Linked DNA regions of Bos taurus: region 2 is linked to region 1. The links are chromatin contacts, called in public Hi-C maps. All regions are on one chromosome and are shown on one strand. The core of a region is the stretch at or near the end of the contact, and the rest is flanking DNA. Distances in the headings are between cores, read along the strand shown.

What was found. A called contact is a pair of places that touch in the nucleus more often than the background predicts.
Region 2: a contact with region 1 is called in a Hi-C map of an unstated tissue, with 2.9 times the contacts expected there. A contact is called at or near these places in 2 of 11 Hi-C or Micro-C datasets (liver and an unstated tissue).

The regions. Positions count from the first base shown.
Region 1 is chr5:71,244,684-71,249,839 of ARS-UCD2.0, forward strand. The region is part of intron 5 of SYN3 (synapsin III); the gene reads right to left. Among named protein-coding and RNA genes, the nearest start is that of FBXO7, 150 kb to the left of the region's middle.
Region 2 is chr5:71,552,812-71,557,967 of ARS-UCD2.0, forward strand. The region is part of intron 2 of SYN3 (synapsin III); the gene reads right to left. Among named protein-coding and RNA genes, the nearest start is that of SYN3, 22 kb to the right of the region's middle.

The DNA of each region.
Region 1 (5,156 bases), core at 1,263-3,762:
TGAAACGTCTTTGGACTGGAATCAGCCCAGGTCTGTATACCCCTGTCATTGCTAAAGGCTTGGGACTGGTCTGATCAGCTGTTTGGCATGTCTGAGTTTTCTCTCTTCCACTTATTCTCTATGTCACTAGAATGCTGGCCTTTGCCCTTGGAAGATGCCATCAAGAAAACTCTCCTTCAGGTCTATGAAGACCAAATCCAAGTGGTGAGCAGGGGAGGGATTGAAGGACCTCTAGGAAGGTCCCTAGAAGGTATTTTCTCAGCACCTACTGAGGATTCTTCCTCTAAGTCTGTAGACATATGAAGCTGGGCTGGAGTTCCTGTAATGACTTTTGGTGATGCTTGGATTAGTAAGTGAAGTGAGTGAAAATCTCTCAGTCATGTCTGACTCCTTGCGACCCCATGGACTTAGTTCATGGAATTCTGCAGGCCAGAATACGGGAGTGGGTATCCTTTCCCTTCTCCAGGGTATCTTCCCAACCCAGGTCTCCCACACTGCAGGCAGATTCTTAACCAGTTGAGCCACAAGGGAAGCCCAAGAATACTGGAGTGGGTAGCTTATCCCTTCTCCAGGGGATCTTCCCAACCCAGGAATCGAACCAGGGTCTCCCGCATCGCAGGCAGATTCTTTATCAACTAATCTATGTATCGAATAGACTGAAGCACATGGTGAGAAGGTCATTTCCTTTTCAAACAATTTTCAAGCCTTCAGATTCCATCAAGGAGAGTCTTCGTTTGGTGCTCTTTAAGTGTTTGTTCTCCATACCTGCAAACCTGTATCTTTCTCTTGGTGCTCACAGCAGGCAAGAGTTTCTGGCATGAATATCATAACGTTGCTTTGTTTTTGTAAATCTTTTAGTGGTTACCGTCCTTTGTTTATGGCAGAAGACACTGATTTTTCACTTACAGTAGTCATACTGAGTTTATCCTAGAACAAATTTAAGTTAAAATGTATCATAAAGAATAATCAGCAACTATATGAATTATATACAGTATGTGTGCACGAGCTCAGTCGAGTCCAACTATTTGCAACTCCATGGAGTATAGCCCACCAGGCTTCTCTGTCCGTGGAATTCTCCAGGCAAGTACACTGGATTGGGTTGCCATTTCCTACTCCATACATATATAGTATAGATAACACATAAATATGGTAAAAATTGTAAAGTTGGTGACTGATGATTGAAGTTTGAGGAAACTTAGACTGAAAATTTTGGTCCCAGTGAGAACCCTGCCCTCAGGGTTTTAATGGAGTGGTGTGATATATCTGCATTGGAAACCTGACTTTGTAAGGCCCTCTTAGGGACTTATTAGTTAAATGACCTTGAGCTGATTTCAAAGCCTTGGTTTCTTTAGCAATAAAATGAGAATGTCCTTCCACCTGCCTTGTGGGGTTGCTGCATGGATTGAATGATATAATGTACAGAAAGTAGAGGCTGAACACAGAGCCTGCTGCACAGGAACCACTAAAGTGGGCAATTAGGTTTTTTGTTGTTAGAAAAGCACTCTTTAAATGCTGAGGTGCTTGTCCGACAGTCAATGGTCGTGTATACAACGGCCGTGAATTTTATATTCCTTTTTCATGGTGAGTTTTAAGAGCATGAAGTGAAACCAAGAGGCCCTGGGTATGGAGAAAAGTTAGAAATAAGGAAACAAAGATTTCTGACCATCTCCTGTACTATTTTGCATCACTGTTCCTAATTTTCCATGCTTCTCTGAACCAATACCTGTTGGCAGGTAACTTTGTAATTTCTCCCATTAAAGGAGAAGTATATGTATCCTGTGCTTAATTTTGGGCTTGGTCACCTGACTTGCTTTGGCAAACAGGATACCAGTAGATATCTGGTAGAGGCTTAACAAGAGCTTGTGTGCTTGGGCATGGGCTCCTGTACCTCTGCACTTGCCATGCTGACAACGTGCCCTGGTTAGCTTGCTGGTCCATGTGGAGCCAAGTCTAGCTCGGCCCAGTCTTGTTTAGTTGCTCAGGCGTGTCCGAATCTGTTGCAACCCCATGGACTGTAGCCTGCCAGGCTCCTTGGTCCACAGGATTTTCTGGACAAATTTACTGGAGTGGATTGCCATTTCCTTCTCCAAGGCCAGGACCAGACCAGCCAATTCCCACCCAGAAGCAAGAGCAAGATTAATGGTTATCTTTAAAGCCACTGAGTTTTGGGCTGTTTTGTTAGGCATCATAGTTGTGGCACTAAGATGCTGATGACCCCTGTTATGTACCAGCTCAAGTGCTTTTACTTAGGCTTTTTAATTTGATTCTCCAACATCCCCATTTACTAATGAGGAAACTGAGACTTCATAAGCCCTTCTGGTCCAAGATCACACAGAAAGGAAAAAGCAAAGCTTGGAAGCAACCCTGTTCTGTCTGATTCCCAGAACATCTCTTTCCATTACATCATGAAAGAAAGGGGTGGGAGGTGGTGGAATGCCATGTGACTGGCCTCACAGCTGTGCTTCAGTCTGGGGCCGTCTATAGTCATCCCTGAGACCACGCTGGCCAATATCATAAATCTAAGATTGTGACATCATGGGATGACTCAGGCAGGAGGTGGCAGGACAGGGAAGCCCTGGTGAAGGGCTGGTCAGTATAAACCTCAGTCTAAATAGGAACAGGGCGGTAACATTAGTAGACAGGGTTGGGCCACAGAATTGGGTGGTTTGGGTCAAATAATGACTTGAAATTTATTTTGGAAAATATTTTCCCAAGTGTCTCACTGAGCCTTGTGGGAGTGAAAAAAATCAATGGGGAAAGCCAAGTGGGAAGGCTGATAGTGTTGGGAAAGCATGGTCAGCAGGACCTGACTGCATAAAATTCAGGGCATCAGATATTCAGGGGGGCAAACTCTGGCTATAGATCTCTTCCTCTAATTCCCCTGCCCTGTGAGTTGTTGCAGACTCAATCCCAAATCTCTCTATTCTTTAGTGATTACAATAACAACCAATGTTTACTGAGCGCATAGGAAGTGCTAGGCACTGTTTGGAGCACTTTCCACTTTAATTTACCCTCTCAATCCTGATAACAACCTGAAGTGGAAGATATTTCATTATCACCCTTTTATAAATGAAGGAGAAAACAGAGGCTTAGAGGACTGAAGTGAAAAACCCAAACTAATACAGCTATGAAGAGACAATGTTGGGACTTCCCTGGTGATCCAGTGGCTAGGACTCTATACTCCCAATGCAGTGGACCTGGGGTCAACCCCTGGTCAGGGGACTAAATCCCAGATGCTGCAACTAAGGATCCAGTGTGTCACACTAAGACCTGACACAGACAAATAAATAAAATTAAAGAAACAAAAAAAAGACACAGTTCTGGGACTGGAACTCTAGGCAGGGGTTCTCAGCCTCTTGGGTCTAATACCTGATGATATGAAGTGGAGCTGATGTAATAATAATAGAAATAAAGTTCACAATAAATATGATACTCCTGAATTACCCCCAAACCATCCCCCTATTCCACGATACTGGTCCCTGGTGCCAAAAAGGTTGGGGGATGCCTTGTGAGTGTAGTCGGAAGCACTTTGCTGTGTGTGTGTTTTTTGCACAGCATTGTAATGATCTGATCCTATCACTAAAGTGGATAGATGCATGTTAAGCACTTAGTTCAATGCTTAATATTAGAGACAATAAAAATATTATTATAACACCAAGAATTACTACTCTGATACGAATTTATTTTATAACTTTATAATGACTGCTTCCATAGTTTTACTTAGCGAGGGAAATTTTTTGTGGCAAAAATACTTTGGTAACTGATTAGGATAGAAAGAAATCTTTCTAAGGTCCTGGGATCAGCTGGAGCCAGGGCCTAATAGGTAGTAGGGAATGCCCTGAATAGAAGAGTAGAAGAAACTGGAGATGCTGGTGAACTGGGAGAGGGCTGAGGAGCAGAGATGAGAGAGCAGAGAAGACCAAGAAGATGAAGGCCATGCCTTGTGAGATGAGACTCCCCCTTGGGACCTCACTAAGCAGGTCAGAGAGCCCACTTAAGACACCATCTAGGTGGCAGATTATTGCCTGTGATGGGAGAAGGGGAAGCAGTTGAGCTTATGCTGCAGTTGATGTGCTGGCAGACAACAGTCATGGGTGGGCTGTGAGTTCTGAAGAAGATGAGTCCATCTGAGGGATTAGCAACATGTGAGGGAGGCCAAGGAATCTGCCTTGGATCCTAAAGGGTCAGGAGGTCTGCAGCTGACATGTGGGTGAAGTTGTTAATATGTGTACCATGGTCAACATGCCTATCTCTCTCCTTAGAATGCGTGCTCATTCATCTTGGCTCCCCAGGGCCAGCTCTGTCCTTGGAACTCAGCAGGCCTTGGACACATGTTTCTTGAGTGAGTGAATGAAAGTCTCAGAACTAAGGATCACTGGGGCCTGATTGCATGAATGCCAACTTGATCATTCTTGGAATCTCATCCCAAGAAGGTGCTTTAGACTCCTTAGGTTGTTTACATCTCAAGTCATGGAACTGCATGCCACCTTCCTGACCTGCTCCATGCTTCCCTAACTGCCACTGATGCCAACCTAACTCCATCTCTGAAGCTCATTTTTTAGACCTGAATTTGAGCATCATGTTGTACAGACCTTGTTGCTGCCATCTTCTCCTCCTCCCTTGAAGTGACATTAGAGCAGTGACTCTCAGCCAGGAACAATTTCCCCTTCAGTAAGCATTTGGCAATATCCAGACATATTTGTCATAACTGGGGAAGAGCGCTACTGAATCTAGTGGGGAGAGGCCATGGGTGCTTCCACATAGCCTACAGTGCATGTGACAGCCCTCCTCCTGGTCTTCGTCAGCTACTATGTGACTAACTACCATAGACGGGGCGGCTTAAGCAGCAGACAGTTATTTCTCATAGTTCTGAAGGGTGGGAAGTCCAAGATCAAGGTGCTGGCACATTTGGTCCCCTGTGAGAGTCTTTTTCCTGGTTTGTAGACAGTTGCTTTCTTACTGTGGACTCATGGCCACTCCTGGGTATGTGAGTGTGCAGAGAGAAATCTCACACTCTGTTCCTCTTCTTTAAAATGGCACTAATCCCATCATGAGGTCTCCCCCTCTTGATCTTATCTAACCTAACTCCCAAAGTCCCCACTTTCGAATACCATCATATTGGAGGTTAGGGCTTCAACATGTGAGTTTTGGGGAGA
Region 2 (5,156 bases), core at 1,145-3,644, 310 kb after region 1:
GAACAGGTTCCTGCCAATTACAAATCAGGCAACCTTGAGAAAGCACTCTTATTCCGCCTGAGCCTGTTTCTGTAAGACAGAGACAATGACAGTGCCCATCTCAACAGCAAAAAGCATTTATCCTTACCTTCTAAGTATTAATACTCAACATATGGTAGCTCTAACTCTTTTCAACCACTCATTCAGGTGGTGAATATTTGCAGAGTACAGTGAGTTCTACCAAAGGCTCTCTTCTCCGGACTAAGCATCTCCAGTTCCTTACACTGCTCTCCTTTGCTTCTCACTGCAGCCACTCTCTTCGTGAGGCATTTCAGGCTGCTACTATCCCCTCCCGACGTGATGGTACAACTGGATCTCTCACTGGAGTCCGGCTAATACAATGAGAGTGTGTGTGTGTGCTGTGTGTGTGTGCCATCACTTTACTGAATTCTAAATGCTGTACTTTGATAATGCACCCTGATAATGCATCAGGTTTTCAGAGATAACCATGGTTGTTGTTTCAATCACTACGTTTTGTCCAACTCTTTTGCCACCCCATGGACTATATATAGCCTCCAGGTTCCTCTGTCCATGGGATTTCCCAGGCAAGAATATTGGAGTGGGTTGTCATTTCCTTCTCCAGAGGATCTTCCCAACCCAGGGATAAAACCCACATCTTTTGCATTGGCTGGCAGATGCTTTACCACTGAGCCACCAGGGAAGCCCATAACTATAGTTACTGAGCTCTTAATAAACATGTCAGAAACTATGCCAAGCATATGACTTATACTGACTAATTCACTCCACACATTAACTCCAAGGATAGAAATTATTATCCTCATTTTTCATATGAAAAAGCTAATACTTAGTGATGCTATAAGTGGAAGGTCAACCCAGTTAAAACATGATGGAGCTGAGACTCCATCTCCAGTATATCTTACACTAGAGTCACAGTCCTAACTTTCACACCATACTTCTTCTCACAAATATTAAGAATTTGTTTAACTCAAATTTTAGGTCTTGTTTTCTCCTCATGAGATGTTAATAAGTTAAGTCTCCCCAGTCCTGCTCCTCTTCCGCTGAGCTTTTGAATAGGATCTTATATTGTATCCTTACTCAGTTGGATCATATCAAATTTAATCCACCATACTCTCTCCCATTAACTTCAAGTCATCAGCAAATGTAATTCGATAAATCACAGTTGAGAAGGAGATGTACAACACAGCCAAGGGCAGAGCTCTTTGGCAAAGTGTTAGATGTATTTCTCTCAAGGTGAATTACCATCAAGTAGTCATTTCCTCGTGGGGGTTATGTCCAACCTGCTGCTGCTGCTGCTAAGTCGCTTCAGTCGTGTTTGACTCTGTGCGACCCCATAGACGGCAGCCCACCAGGCTTCCCCGTCCCTGGGATTCTCCAGGCAAGAACACTGGAGTGGGTTGCCACTGCCTTCTCCAATGCATGAAAGTGAAAAGTGAAAGTAAAGACGCTCAATCGTGTCCGACTGTAGCGACCCCATGGACTGCAGCCTACCAGGCTCCTCCGTCCATGGGATTTTCCAGGCAAAAGTACTGGAGTGGGGTGCCAGCTACCAATCCACAAAACTGAATTAACTAACACCCAACCTCCACTTCTTTATCTCACTGACAATTATTTCTTGAAATATAACACAGCCTTTATGACAATATCTACAGTTAGGATCTACTCTAAGAAGGACTGCCCCAGAAAGAATGGTGGATGGTAGGCTGAAGTAGGTATGAAAAATATACACATGATGTATATACATGATGGTCTTGAATGCTTAAATTCTTTTAAGGGGGAAATTCCATCTTTGCTCCCAGCAGACAAAGTTGAGGAAATATAAAAAGAGGAGAAGATGAACAGGACTTCAACCAACAGCCTTCCCTAGGATCCATATGCATCTACCGAAGCCCATCTCAACTCCACTATCATGCAAGGACAGGACTCCAAAGGAGCCACGGGCATTCCTACGTAAATCAGAGGAGAAGGATCTTTACCTTCTCCTGCCTTTCTTTCCATCTGCTGGAGCAATGCACTGCCACTTAGGCTTTGGTACCTCTGTTAACACCGAGGAAAGACTATTATAATTTTGGTCTTTTTATTAAAGAAAAATGAAGTCCAAGGCTCTGCTCCACCAAGTACTAGCCAGCTAGTCTCAGAACTTTGAGTCTACTTGGTATTAATCCATTCATCAACCTCACTGCTGAGTCCCACAGAGGGGTGACTTGTACCTGTGGAGAAAGAGATCCTTTGCCTCAAATATAAACAGAAGAGAGCTTGACATGCCAGCCACCCTGGCTGGAACCTCTCAGGCCCTGCGAGGACACTGCTGAGAGGCCCTGCAGAGCCAGCAGGGCATTCTGGGTAATGGGATGCAACATGAGGCAGTTTCCCCCACTGGCCTCCCCAGGGTTTCTTGATTCCTGGCTCTGCAAAAGCTGAGGCAAACAGTTTTTGAACTGGGGGGAAGAGGGTGGAGAGAAGGGGCGGAGGCTTCCTTTAGGCCAACCACAACTAACTCATTTGCTCTGTCCAGCAAAACCCAGACAGTGCAATTATCTGGTTAATTTGGCCCTTACTTGGGAGACAGAATTCCAAAATGTGAGGCCAGCTCAGACTAAACAGTGGCTTCCATCCTAAGACTTCTCCTAAGTACTAAAGGATGCATATGAGATTCCTAGGGGGTTGCTTATGTGACCCACCCATCGATCCAGATGGGAAAAGACAAACAATTCAGACTCTAGGATGAGTTAAGGAAGACGTATCTTCCAGGGAAAAATGCCCAAATGACTGCTAATTGGCCTCTTGGATAATTTGCCTTCTGATTGCCACAGAGGGAAATGACGAGAAATCAAGATGACTCTAAATTAGCCAACTTTTCCAGTGTGGCTGTAGCCTTCAGAGGTTGGCTGAGTGTCCCCAGGGTCCTGGGTGAGCTATTCTTAGGACAACTCTCTCTGATGCTCCTGCTTACAGATTTACACCCATAAGTTGGGCCAGAAGCAGCATTGAGATAAAGGGCAAAATTAAAACATGCTCCTGGGGTTTCACGAATGGAGTGAGACAGCTAGCAACTGAGCATTTACCAGATGGTTTATGGAAAACTCAGATTTTTGAGGGAAGATTAAAGAACAGCAATTTATCTCTGTTGGAAACTGACAAGCAGATTGGAATCTGTGGAATCCATCAGTTAGTCATTCTGCAAATATTTGCTTCCACTCTAATATGTGCCAGGCCCTGTGTTATTTAACAGAGTGAGATCCAAATAGTCATGGTCCCTACCCTCATGCAAATAATACCACATCTAAATATGTGGTTAAAAACTCAGATAAGGGCTAGAAAGGAAAAACTGGGGTGCTAGGTAAGGGAATAACCGGGTTTTCTGATTTAGATTGCGGTGGGAGGGCTCAAATAAAGAATGTCCGAGAAAAGAATTTTAAACTTAACACTTTTAAAGCTTTGATTTTTCAGAAAGATCAGCCTGGTTTTAGTACAAAAAATAAATTGGAAGTGGATGAAAATACGAAGTTAGGAGGCTATTGATTATGAAGACAGGATGAGAGCTGATGATGGTTCAGCCAAGGAATTGGCAATGGGAACAGAGAAGAATGGATAGACCAGAGGGATGTGGGCTGTGGCGTCTATAGCATGTGGTGAACAGGTATAATGGTGGAGGGAAAAGGAGGCAGCCAGGAGACTGTGCAGTTTCTAGCTAAGATGCCAGGTAGATGGTAGAGAGAGGATTTGGGAGGATGAATAGGTTAGGGTCAGGGGAAGAGTGTCCTCAATCATTCCACACCCCGAGCTTCCACTTTCCTTACCTCTGCTCACGCTGATTCAGTCTCCTCACTCTTCCTGTTGCCATCATCACTTGTTGAAATCCTAGCCATTCTTTACAATCCATTTCAAATACCACCCCCTCGTTGAAGTCACTTGGACTCCTCCAAATAGCTGTGGCCTCTGCTGCCCACAGCACTAAGTTTGGATCTCTCTTTCCTGGATTCCACCTGTGTTGGGTTCTGTGAAGACTTACCCTGCCTCCCTTCCTAGACCACAAGTTATTTGGGATAGCGCCTCTGCTTCTCTATCCTTGTTCTGCACATGTGAGCTAGCTAGCATAGTAGATGTTTGACAAATGTTTGTCAAGTGAACAAAAATAACCCGCTCTTTGCCATGGAAGGAAAACCAGTAGACACTGGACTGACTTGAAAGCCACAGGATCAAATTGAAATTCAAGCTGTAGGTGTTTTAATATTAAGCCAACTCAAATTTGATGCTCAAAAAGCTTTCTGTTCCTCCAACACATCAAACTCAGAGTGCTGGAAAAGTCACATCCTTTGATTTTTCTATGGTGCTTTTCTGAGTTCATCTTACAGCAAGAGCCTTTTCCATCTTATTGCTTGCCTTTGATGATGAGGATGATGATAAATGGGTAACATCTACTAAGTGTTATTGTATGCCCTGTGCTGGTCTAAGTACTTTTCTTGGACTAACTCATTCGATCCTCTTGGCTACCCTATCAAGCTGATGCTCTATTCCAGTGGTAGATGAAGAAACTGAATTTTGGGGGGCTTAAGTATTGTTGAACTAATGTCACAAAGTTAGTTGGGACTGGAACCAAGAGTTGAGCTCCAGAGTCCATGCTCTCATGCGCTCTCCTAAGGCCAAGCACAGTGCTTGGCATTGAGTTGGTCCCCAGCAAGTCTTCAGTGAATGAAGGGGAGGAGTCCTAGATCTGGAGGCCACAAGTTCTGGGCCTAATTCTACCACTGACTTCCACTATAACCTTGGGTAAGTCTGTGCTTTTTTTCCCTATAAAATGAAGTGTGTGGATACTAGTGGTAATAACAAGAGCCAGTAGTCGAGATTCTAACCTCTTTTGAGGCTTTAAATAATTTAATCCCAAGGAAAATGAGACACAGAAAGACTCACTTGCCCAATACCTAGAAAATGAGGGAGTCGGGATTCAAACCCATTGTGCGCCCACACTGTGCTTCCAAAGAGACACCTCAGGGACCATGGTGGGGAACAGAGGGAGGTGGAACAGAATGGAGCAGACTTTTGGGCTCCCTATGCCCATTTCCATCAGAGAAGCTCTATGTGTCTCTCTTTGTTAGAATGGGCCCTACTTGAGATTCCTCTTGAATCAAGGTTCTGCT